Regions from separate parts of the Mus musculus genome. Here region 1 is linked to region 2. The links are chromatin contacts, called in public promoter capture Hi-C maps. All regions are on one chromosome and are shown on one strand. Each heading gives the region's core, a stretch centred on a gene start, on an enhancer-like site or on the middle of the called end of the contact. The rest is flanking DNA. Distances are from core to core; before and after follow the strand shown. Region 1 holds the start of Irf6 (interferon regulatory factor 6). Region 2 holds the start of Syt14 (synaptotagmin XIV).

What was found. Capture Hi-C pulls out chosen DNA fragments and counts their contacts.
Region 1: a contact with region 2 is called in a promoter capture Hi-C map of pancreatic islet. The contact joins the promoter of Irf6 here to the promoter of Syt14 in region 2. A contact is called at or near these places in 5 of 39 promoter capture datasets (cranial neural crest, embryonic stem cells, frontonasal cranial neural crest and 2 more), 2 of 484 Hi-C or Micro-C datasets (both in embryonic stem cells), 1 of 115 datasets of contacts at active chromatin or transcription factors (embryonic stem cells) and 2 of 9 other capture datasets (liver and pancreatic islet).

What each region holds. Positions count from the first base shown.
Region 1 is chr1:193,151,645-193,154,761 of GRCm38.p6, forward strand. Irf6 (interferon regulatory factor 6) reads left to right here and starts at 1,468. Exons shown (of 8, transcript NM_016851.2): 1 at 1,468-1,655.
Region 2 is chr1:193,034,203-193,037,712 of GRCm38.p6, forward strand. It overlaps Syt14 (synaptotagmin XIV), which reads right to left and starts at 1,573. Exons shown (of 8, transcript NM_181546.3): 1 at 1,421-1,573. The coding sequence starts at 1,433.

The sequences.
Region 1 (3,117 bases), core at 218-2,717, 120 kb after region 2:
TTACTGTTTTGAGACAGGGTCTCACTATGGATCCCAGGCTGGCCTCAAACTCACTGTCTTCTTTTTCCTTCCCATTGTGATAAAAATAACCAGAAAAAGAAACTTAAGGGAGAAAAGTTTTTCCTGACTGCATTCAAGAGTGCACAGCCTGTCAATCCTGGGGCTTCAATATTCAGGAGCTTCAAGTTTCCTTAGCTGGGAACAGAGATTCACACACGCTAAAGCTTGGCTTAGCTTCTCCACTTTTTGCTCAGTGAATGATTCTGCTTACAATTAAGATGGGCCTTCCCACATCAATTAGTTTAATCAAGACAATCCCTCGAAGACATTCTCAGAGGCTAACCTTAATCAATACAACCCCATCCCACCCCCACCCCCATTGTCCAGAGGGCTGTCCTCTGGCTGTCTAGATGACAACTAATACTAACTTCACTCTATACAGTATTAGGTTAGGAAGGCTTGGTCTTCCCACCTCAGTCTCCTGAGTGGTGGACGCCTTTCATTGCTGTTATTCTTAGGACAGTGGGGAGGTTCTCACCCAGGGCCTTGATATACTAGGGAAACACTCTAAAAAGGAGCTACACCCTCAGTCTTCCTCCTAAGTGCCTTGCCCATGTTCCATCTCCTTGTTTCAGCGGCGTTTGGTGGTGAAGGGTTTGCCTCACTGCCTGGACGCTGCTTTCATAGTTGATCAATGGATAGGGCAGGTGGGTGGCACTTGTCAGGCACACAGGACATGAACTCCAGGTGGCAGAAAAGACTCTTACTCTGCAAGGTATTGTGGGATATTCTACCCTCACTTCAATAATAACCAAACGTGCTATGTACTTTATAGACACATATTGAATGCCCACATAATCTACCAGGCAGGCGATTTAGAAATCCCACTCTACAGAAAAGAAACGGAAGCTCAGGTTGCTGAGAAAACTTTCTTAGGTCTCTAGTGTCCGATAAAGACAGGGGCGAGGTGGGGTGGGGGTTTGAACGCCACAACTGGCTCCAGGGTCTGTGCTTTCAACTAGCACTTCATGGAGAATGGAAAAAGTGAAAATTGCGGTCGCCTTTGAATAGATAGAACTTAAGGTAGAACACGGGGTCCACGGGCAGTCCTGGAAGGTGCATTGACAAGTCCTGGAGTAGCTTCTCAAAGCCAAGTCCACCTACGCAGGTCCTCGTGCTAGTTCTGGGGCCCAGTCTCAGAACCCTCACTTGTGCAGGGTCACTACGGGAGGGGCGACGCTCTTCTATTTCGACGTGAACTCCTAGAACCCTCCCCCCCAAAGTCCCCAGGACGATCGGACACCCGCAGGGTGAGGCCCACACAGGGACCGCTCCCTCGGTGGCAGGGGCGTAGGGTGACGAAGAGGCAGGGCGGGGCCGGCGGCCCAGGAACGCAGAGGATCAGATTTCTCGCAATGCACCAATCCTGAACTCCGGGGGATGTGGCCACACCTGGAGGGCGTGACCAGACCGTGCAGGGGCTGTGGCATCCAGGGCTAGGCTCTGAGCACTGGGCACCGAGGTGGGCAGGTGCGGGCCTGTGCCGGCCGCAGAGGAGCCCGCGGTTCCCAGCCGCACCTAGCCGTCGGGGGAGCTCCTGTGCTGCGGCGGTGTGAACTCTTGTGCACCTGCTCCTGAGCACGGACTGAGGCCAGGTGGGGACGCCGGCGTTGGCAAGCCACCTGAGGGAGGACAGACACCTGACGGGTGGAGCCGGGCCCATTGGAGTTGATGTGGGCGGGGGAGCCGGCTTGGGTTCCGTGTCCCGCACCAGTCTGGGTGCTGGGCGCTGGGCACCCTTCTTCAAGTAGTTTTGGGACGGCACCGGGCCCCTTCTGATCCCCTCCCGCAGAAAGAGCTTGTTTCTGCTCCGCCTGCTCCACCATCGGATGGAAGGAAGGAATCCCTTCCACCCTAGCCTCTCCGGTTTTAACTAGCTTACTCTGAGGCTGGCTCCTCTGTCCCAGCGGGGACTTCCCAGGCCCCGAGGCCCTGGGTTCTAGTGGCTGTTTAGGGAAAATCGGGATGAGGATGACCTAGGGTTTGGTCGGATTTGTTTTCCTTTTTCCGAGTGTCTTAACACAGTCAAGGCCGCTCACACTGGGCCTGGGAGATGTCTGTGGAGTTCCAGGTAGCCAAGCTAGGTGCTGGGGAGGGTGGCGCCAGGCGTGGCAGCTCTGCCGGGTGAGGCCCTCCTGGCCTGAAGGGGCTGGAGGCGGTGCGCGGAGAGCAGAAAGCCTCCCATACCTGCCTGGAAGGGAGGCCTGGGCTGCCGTGCTTCGCTCGGTGATAAAGTGGTAACCAGCCTTCCCTGTTTTCTTGGTGGGTATCAAGATGGAAGCTAGGGAAGGGAGAGGGCGAAGGTGCTTGGGCAGGGATTGGTGAAGTTGCTAGTTAGATCTGTGTGTCACACATGACAGCACAGTGGCCTACAGCTTGGCCTTGTCATCCACCAACTCCAAACCCACAGGGAGGAGGTGTGTGAGGATGTGAGCAGTAGAATAGCATTTACTCCGAGGCAAGGTGAAAATTCATGGAGCTGGCATTTCAGTTCCATTCAGGAAGAATGGGAAACTAGGGCAGTCCCAACAGCTGCCTTTGAGACCTGGCCCAAACCACCAGAGCCTTCTAGCTTGAGGTCTAGGATCCACTCCTGGAACAGACAATGAGGACAGTTCGTGCCCCAGGAGCCTGAAAGTGCCCCTGCCCTCTGCTCACAGTGAGGAGGTGGGTGGTGGTCTTATCACTGGATGGTTCCTATCTGTCAGAGAAAACAGACCTTTCATTTTCATGTGGTGGCAGCTGGAGATGGCAGGGCACAGTTTCAGTGGCCTGAAGGTTTAGAGAGGTCTGATTTAGATGTCTTTAATCGCTTCCTCTCAATTTGGTGGCTCCTCCTGGGGTCCTTGTTGGTTTATGTGTAGAATGGGGGAGGCTCAGAGTGCAGGGCACAAAGGCAGGGTTTGGTGCATCCCAGAGGTAAGGTAGAGGCCACTTAACCTTATCCCTGTGCCTCAGTTAACTCAGCTGTCAAATGGGGCTGACACCACATCTTGGATCCTGAGGGTGGGATAACACAGGTTACACTATACAGCCTGTGTTGATGTGGAGGATGGC
Region 2 (3,510 bases), core at 323-2,822:
CCTAACTGGGTTAATCCTTCATCATCTGCTTAAAATTATATTTGTATGACTTTACAAGAAATCCTTCCACAAAGTTGTTGACAAAATAAAGCATTCTACGTCAACCAGTGAATTTCACTCCCTAATTCCAGCTCTAATAAACAGTACTGAGAAGAATAAGGGTTGAACATGCTGTTCTGAACATCAACGATTACAGGTAGATTTTATTCTCCATCATCTTAGCAAATCATGTCAATGTGTCCCGTACTTAATCTCTAAATTGAAGTAAACATGAAACACACAGCTGAGTTAATTCTGGAGTTTGGTGGCTGGATCCTAAAGAAGCCCCCAGGCGTGTATACTAACAGAGACCAGTCACCTAAGGGAATTACTGTGCGAGGGGGAACACATTAAATGTAGGCAAGTAATGATTCAGCTACAGGTACTCTGTACAGGTCACGCAGGGAAGTTTTGGAAATCCTTTTTTTTGTACTGAGCTCATCTAAAATGGAAAACAAGATGCTGTAAGCATCACACCTGTGTGATACTAACTGCACAATATGCTCCTTAAAAGCAAGGCAAATTCCACTCCACTCCAACTCCATGCTCTCAGAATAAGAGGAAAATACACATCGGTACCACTTACCTTACCCAATTCGAATCAAGCTACTTGTGAAACATTTCTGTTGCCAATCTTCTGGGTGCGTTTGTCATAAATAGGCATTTGCCTCTCCCCGGAAAAAAGCAATTGTGAGGGTCAGATAAGAGGGTTGACCTCACGAAGATGTCCTGGCCCCCCTATACCCGTCAACCGAAGGGGACAGCGTGGTTATCATCGGCCCAGAAAGCCCGACAGGAGCAGCAGGATGAGCGGATCCCACAAGGGCAGCCTCCCGCTGCCGAACAGCACGGCGCTTCTCAATACCTCAGAGCCTCATTCACCTCAGCATCTCGGTATCTCAGCGCCCTAGTACCTGAGCATCTCACTCAGTACCTCAGCGCCTTAGTAACTGAGTCTCCTCAGTGCCTCAGAACCTCAGCGCCTCATTTACCTCAGAGACTCAGCACCTCAGTGTCTAAGTACCTAAGTCTCCTCTGTGCCTCAGAACCTCAGCGCCTCATTATCACCTCAGAGACTGAGCGAGTTGGCGTCTAAGTACCTCAGCGCCTTAGTACCTGAGCATCTCACTCAGTACTTCAGAGCCTTAGTACCTGAGCATCTCACTCAGTACTTCAGAGCCTTAGTGCCTGAGCATCTCACTCGGTACCTCAGCGCCCAAAGTGTGTAGGCCAGTGCTCGCGAGGGCCGCACGCCGCGCCTAGGCCGGTGTCCCGCATTAGCTTCCCTTACAGTCCGGACCCGCAACCCGCACCTCGGCCTCCTGGGCCCTGCGCTCGCTCGCGGGGCGTCTTCTCCGCGCATCGCTTGCCTTCCACTTACCTTCGATCGCCATGATGCGCTCGCCATGGACCGCACCAACCACGCAGGGAGAGCGGGGGTAAGTGCTGGAGCTTGCTCTTCTTAGGCCTCGGGCCAGAGGGGCGGGAACGCCCCGGGGCCAGGCAGCTGGGCCTCCAGGAGCTGGGGCGGGGCGGCGGGGTGGGGTCGAAGCTCCGGAGCAGGCGGCGCAGGAAGCGGAACCTTCCACGGTCGCGCACCGTCGGCACGTGACACCGCCCCGCCCCCGGCCCCTCTAGGCCCCGCCCCTCGCAACAACTATAGTTTGGCCCACAACCTCGACTTAACCCATTCCCATCTACCTTCCCAGGCCCCGCCCCCGAAATATCCACAACCCCGCCTACCACCCTGACCCGCCACGCCCGCCTCTTGCTGGCCACGCCCTCACCTCCCCCAACCCCCTCTCCCCCAGCCAGTGCAGGGTCTCAGGCGGGCGTTCCCAACAGGTGCAGACAGAGCAGAGAGCAGCCTCAGCAGCCAGCCTTCACCAGGCTTCCAGAGCGGCTGGACAAGCGGTCAGGACCACGGACAGGTCTCCGCACCCAGGAGGTGCCAGATTCCCTCTCAGCGAAGATCTATTCAGTTTGGTTTGGTTTGCCTGAACACTCACCTCAGATTTCAGCCAGCCAGTAGAGACAGCTTCGTGGCACAGCAAACCAGAAAGAGGGATCGTGAGGATAGTCTCTGTCTCTCCCTCCTTCCCTCTCTCTCTTCAGCCTCATTTCTAATGTGACCCAACTCCACAGGAGCCTGATGCCTCCTTGGAGGAACGAGTTCCCCATTTGTCTATGCATTGCAAGCACACATTTGAAGCCACACAATTGTAGGTGTTGCACAGACGTCTTGACAAAGGGCCTGAAATGCATGTCATGTACCCATTTTTAAGTTTGCAAGCCCTTGAGCATGTGAACACCCAAAAGCCAACCCCGAGCAAACTAGCTACCTAATCAGCCCCTCTCCACTGTTTATCCCGCTTCGTTTGGGTACTTTAAAGGCCGGATGGAGGAGCCTAGAAGGATAGGGGATTAGTGATTCTTCCTTGTGGAGAAGATGGTCACTCCTAGAACAGGTGGCTATATTAAGGACAGAAACAAAGAAGAAAATATTTTCCACTTATTATGTGAGGTTGGACTGTAATCTAGAGCAGAAACTGCCTTTCATTGCTTTTATATAACTTCTCCCTCAGTCGATTGATGCTCAATAGGCATCGATTCTTTAACATTTTTTTTCTACATTTGCTTATTTATTGGGGCAGGACCTTCGTGTGAAGGTTAAAAGACAGTTTGCAGAAGTTTGTTCTCATCACCATATGACCTCCAGGGATCAAAATCAGGTTGTCAGCCAGGCTTGGTAGCAAACATCTTTACCTTCTGAGACTTTTCCCTGACCCTGTTCTTTAATGTTTTGACTAGTCCAGTGAATATCTGTTGATCTAGGCATCATATAGAGAACTGGCTGCAGGGGTAGAGGAGATGGATCAGTTGATAAAGTGCTTGTTGCACAAGCATGAGAGCTTGAGCTCAATCCACACCTTTTTTTTTTTTTAAGTAGCATGCTTGTTATCCTAACTCTGTAGAACTGAGATAGGCAGATCCTTGAAGTTCATTGTTAAGCCAGTGTAGACTAACTGATGAACTCCAAGATCAATGAAAAAGCCTGTCTCAAAAAATAAAAAATAAAAAAGGGGGATGGGTGAGACTGGAGAAATGTCTCAACCGTGAAGATCACTTGCTGTTTTTGCAGAGGACCTGGGCTCAGCTCCCAGCATCCACATGGGAGCTTACAACTGTTGTAACTCCAATTCTAGGGGATCTGACATCCTCTTCCAGCCTCCATAGACACCGGTCATGCATAAAATAAAATAAATAGGCAAAGAAGAGAGCTAGCCGGGCAGTGGTGGCACACACCTTTAATCTCAGCACTTGGGAGGCAGGGGCAGGCAAATTTCTGAGTTTGAGGCCAGCCTGATCTACAGAGTGAGTTCCAGGACAGCCAGGGCTATACAGAGAAACCTTGTCTCGAAAAAACCGAGAGAGAGAGAGAGAGAGAGAGAGAGAGAGAGAGAGAGAGAG